Linked DNA regions of Mus musculus: region 1 is linked to region 2. A link is a contact called in public Hi-C data. All regions are on one chromosome and are shown on one strand. The core of a region is the stretch at or near the end of the contact, and the rest is flanking DNA. Distances in the headings are between cores, read along the strand shown.

Evidence for each region. A called contact is a pair of places that touch in the nucleus more often than the background predicts.
Region 1: a Hi-C map of muscle stem cells shows a contact between it and region 2, with 3 times the contacts expected there. The contact joins the promoter of Pde7a here to the promoter of Ythdf3 in region 2. A contact is called at or near these places in 2 of 39 promoter capture datasets (cranial neural crest and pre-B cells) and 1 of 484 Hi-C or Micro-C datasets (muscle stem cells).

What each region holds. Positions count from the first base shown.
Region 1 is chr3:19,308,082-19,312,942 of GRCm38.p6, reverse strand. It overlaps Pde7a (phosphodiesterase 7A), which reads left to right and starts at 1,621. Exons shown (of 13, transcript NM_001122759.2): 1 at 1,621-2,079. The coding sequence starts at 1,942.
Region 2 is chr3:16,179,120-16,184,802 of GRCm38.p6, reverse strand. Ythdf3 (YTH N6-methyladenosine RNA binding protein 3) reads right to left here and starts at 1,638. Exons shown (of 5, transcript NM_001145919.2): 1 at 1,283-1,638; 2 at 857-881. The coding sequence starts at 1,306.

The DNA of each region.
Region 1 (4,861 bases), core at 372-2,871, 3.1 Mb before region 2:
CTCAAATTTGTTGTTGTTGTTTGAGATAGAATCTCACTATGTAGTCTGCCTGGTTTTGAACTCACTATGATACTTGAGCTTATCTTTAACTCTCAACTCTTCATCGTGTTGCCCTAGCTTTCCAAAGGCAGCGATTACAGGTTTGTACCACCATGTCCGTACATATCACTTGAGGTTAGTTCTTGAGATTTATCTGTCCTAGGTGTAGGGCAAGTTTGTTTCTAGGAATCTACTTCCAATTTAGTCAGCTGATAAACGACTTTCTGAAGACTAAGTGGCCCACAGTGCTCGGTGTAATCCCAAGTGAGATGCTTAACACATCTACTACAGGGACTAATTAGGATTTCAAAAGCAGTGAGATCAGTTGCTGCACTAAAAGAATCTCATTAGTGCTTCTTCATCTAGTGAAGGCAAATTCCATGACACAGAACGGATCGTAAAACATGATGAAGACCTGGCATGTAGAAAATACACAGGGGCACGAGGTTTAAATAATAAAAGAATACACCTTCCACCTTTGTCCGTTTATCTGATCATGTACACTCGGTACTCAATTTATAGCATCATTAAGCCCAGGCTCAGCACTGTACTTCTTCTAAGACCTGCCACCTTGCCAATCTTAAATAACTGGGAGACTAGATGCCCTGAGAAATGATCCAAATCTATTTTGCCAGGGGGCGGGGGTGGGGGTGGGGGTGTGGAGCTCGTTCATGCTAAAAGTATCTGATGCTCAAAGCATCAGAAACAGTCGGCTCCTGCAGAAAAGCTTTGGCAGTTTGGGGCAGAAACTTAAAAGAACAAGCAAATTATATCCTCACCTTACCAAAACAGGTGAAAAGCTCTCTTACATCCTAGCCAGCAAACACTAACAAAGAAGGGCGATGGTTGGCTAGGGGAACTTTTGGTCTCTTTGTCATCTTTGTCTTCCCAATATCGTCATTTCTCATTTTCTTGGTTGCAGAATTTCACTTTTCTCCATCCAAAGACCCTCCTTCTCGCTCGGGAGTTTTTGGTCTTTTTCTGCTCTGCAGGCCCCGAAAGTCTGGGGCCTCACTTGCCAAGGGAAGCCACTGGAACCTTGCCTAGGTAGGGCACGGACGGTGACATAGCGGGAGCACTGAGCCCCCGAGATCTGCTGGCGTCACCGCCGCAGCGGCCTCCCGCGACGCCCTAGTACGGGAATTCCACAGGGGACGCGCGCGGTGCCCCGACGGGCGGAGCACGGAGAGGGCGCCCGGTGCTCTGGGCATTTTGGATCTGTCGGACGAAACAGCGCCGATCCGGTAGGCCGAACAAACTCCGGGTCGGTGCGCCCGAGGATGCCCCACGTAACTCTCCTGCGCACGCGCCGCGGGTTGCGGGGAGGGAGCTGCGGGGAGGCGGGAGGGGCCGGGGGGGCGCGGGGCGCGGCGCGGCGCGGCGCGGCGCCTAGCGCAGCGGACGCGAGCAGCCCTGTCCGGACAGCCGGCGGGCTCCTGGGCGCGGCGGCGGCGCGGGGCGCGGGGCATGCGGCGCGGCGTCGTGACGTCACGGTGGCGGCGGCCGTGGTTGGCGCAGGGTCCGCTGCTGCAAAGTGTGAATTACGCCGGGCTCGCGCCGGCGGCGGAGCGGAGTGAGGCTCGGGGGAGGGGAGGGGGCAGGGCTCCGGCGGCCGAACTGCTCTACGCTCCGCGCCCGTGCTCGCGGCCCGGGCCAGCTCTCGCGCCGCGGAGCGCCTGGGCGGCGGGTTCCCCTTTAACGCCGCCCGCCCGGCTTCCCGAGCCCGCTGCAGCCCTTCCCGCCGCCAGCCGCGCGGAGGGCCGGGAGGCGTCGGCGGCCACTAGCGCCGCCCGCCCCGCGCGCGCCTCGGCCCCGGGTCCCCGCGGCGCGGCCCCCTCGTAGCGCAGGGGCGGGCGACCGCGGACTGGCGGGCGCCGCGCGGATCCAAGGCGGACGTGTTCAATGGAAGTATGCTACCAGCTGCCGGTGCTGCCCCTGGACAGGCCGGTCCCCCAGCACGTCCTCAGCCGCCGAGGAGCCATCAGCTTCAGCTCCAGCTCCGCGCTCTTCGGCTGCCCGCATCCCCGGCAGCTCTCGCAGGTAACCGCCGCCCCGGGGCCCGCAGCTCGGTGCTTTTGTCTTCTGGAGGGACTCGGGCCATTGTTCCCGCCTCGGTAGGCTGGCCTCCCCTTCCCGGAGTCTTTCACCCTCGGCTGTGCTCGGTGCCCCTGGCCTCTGCGACCCTCGCCGCGGCTAACCCGTCACGCCCGCTGGTAGCCCCAAGCCATGACTTTATCCTCCCCTCCTTTCTCTGTGTCTCCTACCAGTTGGGCCTCTTGTCCCCTTAGTCATGACCCTGAGCTCACCTTTTCGCCCCCCACCCCCTAGCCCTCCCCCACACCTGTGCAGGTTCTCGAGCCTTGCAGCGCTGCGGGTGCTGAGTTTCTCAGAACAATAGGCCTAGTGGTCCCATTGTGGTCCTCACCCGAACTGCGAACTGCTGCTTTGTAGGGAAGGGGCCTAGGTGTCAGGAACTAGTGTGCAAAGTTGATGGTTTCCAATCAGTTTTCTCGCTTGATAAAGGCGGCTTTAGTTCAGAAACCACTGATGAGCATTCACAAAGGACTTTGTTTCCGATGGCCCAACACCAGTTGCTGTTGAACATTAAAAAAAAAAAAATTTTTTTCTGTGACGTCCTTGGCTCAGCTCTTTAGTTGGGTTAAATTTGGTTGCCAGATTTAGAATAAAGAGGAAGAATTTTACTTTGTTTACATATGAACCTGGTGCCCTCATTGCCTGCTGCCAGAAGTTCTGTGTTTATGAGATTACTTTTGGGACGGGTACTGGAGGAGTGTGCTTACATTTGCTGGTCTAGACTCCAATCAGTGAGCCTCAGCCATTCATCCATCCATCCATCCATCCATTCATTCGTTTATTTGTGTGCTTGTTTATGGCAGGGCCTTTCTAAATTGTTCAGTCTTGCCTTTAACTCATGATCTTCCTGCTTCAGACTTCCAAGTACCAGGCCTGAGCCATTGCCCTAGGTCCCGTATTCATTTCGTAAAATAAAGTATTCTTATTTTTTTCTATTGCTTAGTATTTCTTTACCCTTTATAGCACACTGTTTCTCCCTTCAATTATATTGTATTATAAGAAAGGAAATTTTAAAGACAGTTAGAATGGACAGCATCTTTTAGAGATTTTGCTTATAGTAGATCGCCAGTAAATTCTATTTGTCATTTGCCTTTTTTTCTTTTTCCTTTTTGGCCTGCAAGATAGAGCAGGAGGTTCTGTGTGAGTTTCCTTTCAAAGAGTTCTTCTTTATTTAAGGTCAGACTCTTCTGATACAAGGTAGTATGCTAAAGAATTCAGTGTAAAATACTAAGTGGAATTTCAAATAATACTTTTGTTACTTTGAAGTGTAGTTTGTGAACTGTATTTTTTATTATTGCTTAACACGTTTTAAAGTTCCAGAATAATATCAAAATATATTAAAGCACTCAGGAGAAGGTTTTCAATAATAGTAATTAAAGGTCTTTAATGGAAGTAACTTTCATTTCTAAATACTGTTTTCTTCCTGAGATCAGCAGACATGACGAACACCCACTTTCACTTACATATAAATAGTAAGGCACACTTTATCTAAAGTTATGAAATATGTGTTACATGTCCCTGCTTCCTGAGAGGGAAGATCAAGGGATTGAAAACAAAACTGACCCCAAGAGCTTTACCTAGTATCTTAATTACCACACAAAAAACAATTTAAGCTTCAGTTTTCTTTGCCCACCCCTAGACTAAGATTAAATGGGTAGTGGAATTTTAAAACTGTGACTGTGGCAACAAACCACAAATTCTATAGAATTACACCGATTTTACTAGCTTTTAAAACTTATAAACAACTTCCAGATCTCCAAGAGAGTATGTGGGAACTCCTTAGGCTGAGACAGAACTTTTCTTAGTGAATACATACCTTTTTCCTGGTGAACATAACAGGGTACCTCACTCGAGCTGACATGGGTTACCATCACTTAGTATCACTTAGTAGTAAATCGTGTAGTGAAACTGAATGCTTTGGGGATAGATGGCAATATGTCATGGGAAAAACGAGGTAGATAATCTTAGAATCTTATTCAGTGCTCTTTAAAACAAGCATTTGGTTGACTCACAAGCTGCCATACCCTTGAATCGTTGGTTCCTAAGCTAAACGTTACAGAATTTGGAAGAAGTTTAGATGGTTTTGTGATTTTATTTAAGAGTCTTAAAAAAAAATGTATTTAAGTTTTTTCTTTAGTTTCTAAGTAGAATTTATTTACAAATTTTCTATTTGAAAATATATTCAAAACTAGTTATCATTTCAGTTCATTTTGACTTCAGTATTAGAGTGCAGTTCATAGTAGGAAATTAATAAATATTTAAGGGAATGAATAGATGAGAGTACCTCAGACTAAGTTGAGTATCAATTTTAAACATGAAACAGTGGTACAATATGTACAGTAATGGCTCATTTATCCAAAATTTGGTTTCAAACATGTAATTGTAGACTAAAAATGACCCAGACAACGTGCAGAAAAATACTGCGCAGATAGCAAAGGCACATGGTACCAGATCACAGAAGCCTGGCCACCCAAGTCCAGTCCTCAGGCACCATATAAAGGCAGTAGAACTGCTTCCATGGTTCTCCTCCAGCCTCCACATGTTAGCTGTAGTATCAAGTCTCAGTCTCTCTCTTTCTCTCTCTCTCTCTCTCTCTCTCTCTCTCTCTCTCTCTCTCACACACACACACACACACAGTCACAATAATAAAACTTAAAACAAGACTCTAAGCAACCAACATAGATCTGGGCATCATCTCAGAGCCAACGAGGCTGAGCAAACTTTTCTA
Region 2 (5,683 bases), core at 389-2,888:
AGTAGTACTTAGTTACTGGGGAACGGGGAAGAAAAAAAAAAGCAGGAAGTGTAATTGTATTTAGTGTCACTTCCGGCACTACAAAACGTTACAAATATATAGCTCATTGTAATGTTCTTTAATTGGCACCACCCCAAGAAAGGAGTTATTGTTCTACACTAATATCACATGTTAAGCCATGTTTCAATCAGCTGACTACTTTGTTCCACACGCATAAATACAAACTACATTTGTGTTTTAACTGCCTTACTTTTAGTGGTAGTTTTTAAATAGCAAATCATATAACACTAGCAATAACTGCACAAATAATTTCCTTCTCGGGCTTTTGTAAGAAACCAGATCGAGACACGCCTTCCAATCAGAGCGCTGCTGTAAGATTACATACTTGTTAGGAGTTCTATAGTGGTGTTGTCTCCTTGCAAGCAACTTCACTGATTCTATTCAGTGATTGGGGCATGATTTTCACCCAATGTGGCATAGAACGCCATGTGATTTGCCAAGTTTAAATGTAATCCCGAAATTTCAAACAGAATGCTGTTCACTTTAAAAACTTATCCAACTATACACAAATGTAGAAAAAAGTATGACCTAAGTTATGTAACAAACATAAATGGTAAACTGAAGAAATAACATTACGTTCATTGAAATACAACCAAGACAGCTGTTTCTTCTTAGTACTTCGGTTTCTACAAACCCAGGAGCTAAGTAAATGTTGTCTGTTAGCTGCGTTGGATGTTTTTCTATCCTTTATATTTAGAAAGAAGTGCAAAAACAAGAAAGAAACCGCTTACAGTTTTTTTTAAAAAAAAATCACATCAAGGGAACACCTAAGGGGAAAACAAACAAACAAACTCACCTTTATTTCCTTGCCCTTTAGGTCTCTGAAGCAAGACGACAGAGGTGGTAAAGAGGGGGAGGGGGAAGAAAAGTGCGTTAAACAGAGCCACTGCAAACAAGTTCTTCAGAACAATCCGCGTAGGTGTGAACCCCACCAGATCCTCCGCAACCTCTCCGCCCGGCCGCCTCCCGCCGCCTCTCCGCCTCGCCTCCGGCACCCGCCAGCTCCGGGCCCCGCGGCGGCCGCCGGGACCTCCGGGCCTGTGGTCACGGGCGCCGGCCGCAGACTCAGCCGCCCGCGCTCAGGCCGGCCTGGGCAGCAGCCCCGACAACCGGGACCCGCGGCGCCGTTACGGAGCTAGCGGCGGCTAGAGGAGCCGCGCCGCACGCGAGGGTGGAGCTCTGCAGCTCCGGCCTTCGCCGAGCCGGGGCCCTGCTCCCTCACCTGATCCACGCTAGTGGCTGACATTCTTCACCGTAACCCGAGAGGAACCGCCGCCGCCGCCGCCGCTGCCTGGGCCTCGCCGAGAGCACTCACAGCAGTCGACTACCGCCCTCGCGAAGCTCTGCTCCGGCCTCCGCCGCCGCCGCTCTCGCAGGCTCCAGGGAGAGGGCTCACGCTCGGGAGTCGCGGAAGGGGCCCGAGCTCGCCGCCTGCACACTGCTCGTCCCCGCTCGTCCTCCGATCCTCGGGCCCACAATGGCGGACAGGCGCCTCAGCCCCACTTCCGCTCCGGGCCGTCCTGACCTTCCGCTATCCAGTCTGACGTCCACGCACACCTCGCAGTTCCTCCCCCACTCCCGCCACGGCCTCGGGCTCCGCCCCCGCCGTGCACGTCATCGGAGAGGGGAGGGGGGCAGAGACCCGGAGGCGCAGCTGTACTTTAGACGCATGCGCGGTACCGTGAGCGTTGGGCTCGGGCGTTGTTAGCCTGGAGGCTACAGAAGCGGTCCAGCAGCGCCTGTCCGCTCAGCCACCACCGGGCGTGCGTGCGTGCGTGCGGGGTGCGGGAGCACGCTCTCAATGAATGCTTTCTAACTCTCTACTGGGATGGGGTTGGTTTTTATTGAATAAAATAGCCTTCGGAAAGAGAAACAGTTGCAAGACTGCTGCCCCTCCCGAAAAAAAGAAAATGTTAAAATGTCCCTAGAAACTGGTAATGTTACTTTCTTACCTGTTGGCAAAAACAAAGAAAGTCAGTCCAATTATAATTTTGGCATTTTTATTGAATTTCCTTCCCAAGTAAGATTTCTTTACAGGTGTGGTGTAGTGTGCATTCCTAACTAGCCAAATCCTTTTAAAACCTCCCAGTTTAAGTGCTAACCTATGAAGCAGGAAATTAGGAAAATCACAGTTTTCTATATGTAGTACCACAATATTTTAGAATCACTGTGTCAAGATTGCTTCTCATGCAAATCCTCAAAAGGCAATTTTAGGTGTGGTCAACCCAAATCCCTTTCTCTTGTGTTCCTTCTGTTCGGACCCTGAGCTGCAAATCAGTCCATTTCCCAAGGTCCCCCTTATTCTACATTGCTCTACCTAGCTCCCACTCCCAAAAACATTTTTGGTTTTCAAGGAGTTTGTCGGAAGAGGAATTGAGGCTGGAAAGTTGAAAGTGCATAGCGAAAACTAATAGAAAAGGCTTGCAGGCCTTGACTTTACTCCTATCTGAGAAGCATGGCTTTGGAATTCCACGAATCTCAGTTTGAATTCTTACCTAGCAATGATTAGTTTATAACCTTGGAGAAGTCTCTTAACCTAAACCTTGGCGTCATGAGTAAACTAAGGCCTGACATACATAATCAGCCACTTCTTGTTTCTTCACTGAGTGAGTCCCCGCATCAAAACTGTAACTCAGTGAGTACTCCTGAAATGTCAGGCAATATAATTGATTAAATAGTCACAGTATCTTGTGTGATAACTGCTGCTACAAAAATTGAAGGCTGGGTGAGGGAGCACATACCTTTAAACTCAGCACTTGAGGGTGGATCTCTGTGAGTTTGAGGCTAGCCTGATCTATATGAGTTCCAGGACAGCCAAGGCTACGTTTCAAAAATTAAAAATTTTTTAAAACCTCATTCTGTAGCCGAGGCTGTCCTCGAACTCAGAAATCAGCCTGCCTCAGCCTCCGAGTGCTGGGATTAAAGGTATGCGCCACCACTGCCTGGCTCCAAAGTAAGTTTAAGAAATAGTCCAAGGCCAGCAAAATGGCTGGGCAGATAAGGGCACTTACACCAAAAACTGACAACATGAGTTCTATACCTGGAACCCACGTGATAGGAGAGAACCACTCCTGAAAATGTTTTTCCGATCCCCGTGTGTGTGCCCCTGGGATCACCTCTAGAACACTCCATCAGTGCCGCAGAGGTGGCTGTTCTCCTTCCAGCCATCATCACAACCCCACCACACTAAAAGGAAAGAGAAAAGAGCGGGGCAGGCAGGGAGAGCAGAGTGCTCTCTCCGGATATTTCATAGCAATTTTATTTCCCACACCTGTCTACCTCCTACTAACTACAACATTGTTCTCTGAAAATTCTTGGTTGCAAGGGAACTGAAACATGTATTGTGAAATATATGTTCAACTGAGGATCAAGAATGTTACCACCCAGGAAGAATAATAGATGACAACAGAGACATAATAAGTAATGACCTGTGTGTAAAACTCTTTCCCAAATTCACTCTGCTAGCTAGTACTATTTAAATTTTTCTTTGAAACTTTTTCCAGTATTTATACTAAGATTTTTAAGATTCTGTATTACCTTCAAGTAACAGTAGATGAGCCAAGCACAGATAGTTTATAGGACTGAATGATGCATTTTAAATGTAAGATATCTAAATACTGTATATAGTAAGGTAAAACTAATAGTTAACAGAATTGAATACAGAGAAATACTTTTTAAAGTGTTGTTTTGAAATAGGCCTCTTTCCCAAGCATTCTTGTAGTTATTGAAAGGAAATTTATAAAGGCAAGAAAAAGGCAGAAGAAATCATGTAGCCTTGTGTTTCCTTTAAATGGTGTCTCTCAAGTGTGATTCTTGTCTCTTGGGAAAACTACAGCTTTTCCCTAGAACTTGTTATAAAAGCAGACTCTAGACATTGGCTAAATTTACTAAATTAAAACTTATCAAGTTTGAAACAAGGTATATATTTTTAGAAAGAAAAAAGCATGTTTATTTTAAAGTAATTTTAGATTTACAGAAATGTTACAAAGATGTTACCCAGAGTTCCTGCACGTCTCTTGCTCATCTTCCCCTAATGTTCTTGTCTTACACAACTACCCTACAATAAAAGCAATGAGGAACTTGCCTGCAAGTTGATGGACTCCAGTTCCACACTGCTGAAACTTCCCTACTTTTCACACTCGTGTTCCTTTTCTGTTTCAGAATACCATGTTACACTTCAATTTCATGTTTCCTTTGTAAGGTCCACAAAAATCACTGAAGGAAGACCCCAGACCCAGATAGTATGCAAATACAAAGAGTTTATTCTTCAGAAACATCTAGCATGCAAGGGTTACCATTGTTTCCAAATATCAATACCCACAGAGACATTGGAGTTCCTTTTATAAACATGACTGCTTAGTTGCTTCTGAGATAACAGCAGACTTCTAAAACTTAGGGCATATTCCAGGAGGTTACAGAAACCATTAACCCAAGGTCATAAAGAAGATATATACCACAGGACCCCAAGTCCAAAAAGAGGAGATAAGATATTGACTAGTTTGTCTAAACAAAACTTTAAGGACAGCTTAGCTATAGTCTTAAACTTTTCTATGACTCTTTAAGAAAGTAACAAATGGTCAAAGTGAAGCCAGATAATTGTTCCTAGTGTATATGCATGTAAGCATTCTCTGTTATAACCTCTTATTCAATTTATGACTGAATTTATGGGCAGAACTGTAGTTTTTTTCATCATGTGAATGCATGCTCTTTGAGTCTTACAAGCACTGAGAACAAAGGGCAGAGATAAGTCCCCTTCTCCTGAGAGTTAAACTTAGAGAAGCACAGTTCCCGCCTTTACCTAGCCTTCCAAGGTGTCACTTTGAGGTGCTAACTGGAGCCAGCCTTAAAGCAATTCAGTCAGGGGGATGAGCTGCCGACCTGCAGAAGCAGAGTACCTTTCACCCAGGATAGACTGCAAATGGTCCATGGCCTAGTCTCTAAATGGGATATGAAAAATGAACTCGACACCTATACCTTGTGAAATTCATCCATTGTTACATCCAAAAGTGCCCACTGAGACCACCACTCACATATGCAGTAGGCAGGAGTGCTTTTATTTTGAGAAAGCAATAAGCCTGCATGCCGGGGTTGACCACTTACTAGCATGGTGACTTCAGACAAAGGAGCGCAAGTCTGTTTTGGGAAACTCTAGGAATTTTAGTGATGGTTAGATAACCTAAGACTTCATTGTTAGGTGCTAGAGAAGTTACAGGGGTTGGTTTCTGATTGGCTGCTAAATGTTCGTTTTACTATATTTGGTGAAGCCTTGAGGAAATTCCAGGAATTCGGCGCTGAGCTTATCCTCCCTTTGTCAGTAATCAATGATTAACAGCCCATTGCCAGCAGCTCCTTCTGAGGAGCCCCATCTGCTTCTCTGATGCGTTTATTTCCCCAACGTTTTAAATGTTTTAGGGGCCAGTCACCATGACAGTTTCCGTCCCGCCTAGTTTTGGGATAATGAATACAAATTATAAGACAGCATTGAGTAAAGCTTCTTCACAGGACCCAAAAGTCACACTAAAAATACAAATGGAGCTATGGATACTTAACTTTCTTCAGTACCAAATGGTTTTTCTTACTTCCTGGATATTATGACTAAATAAGACAAAATTCCACAATCTAG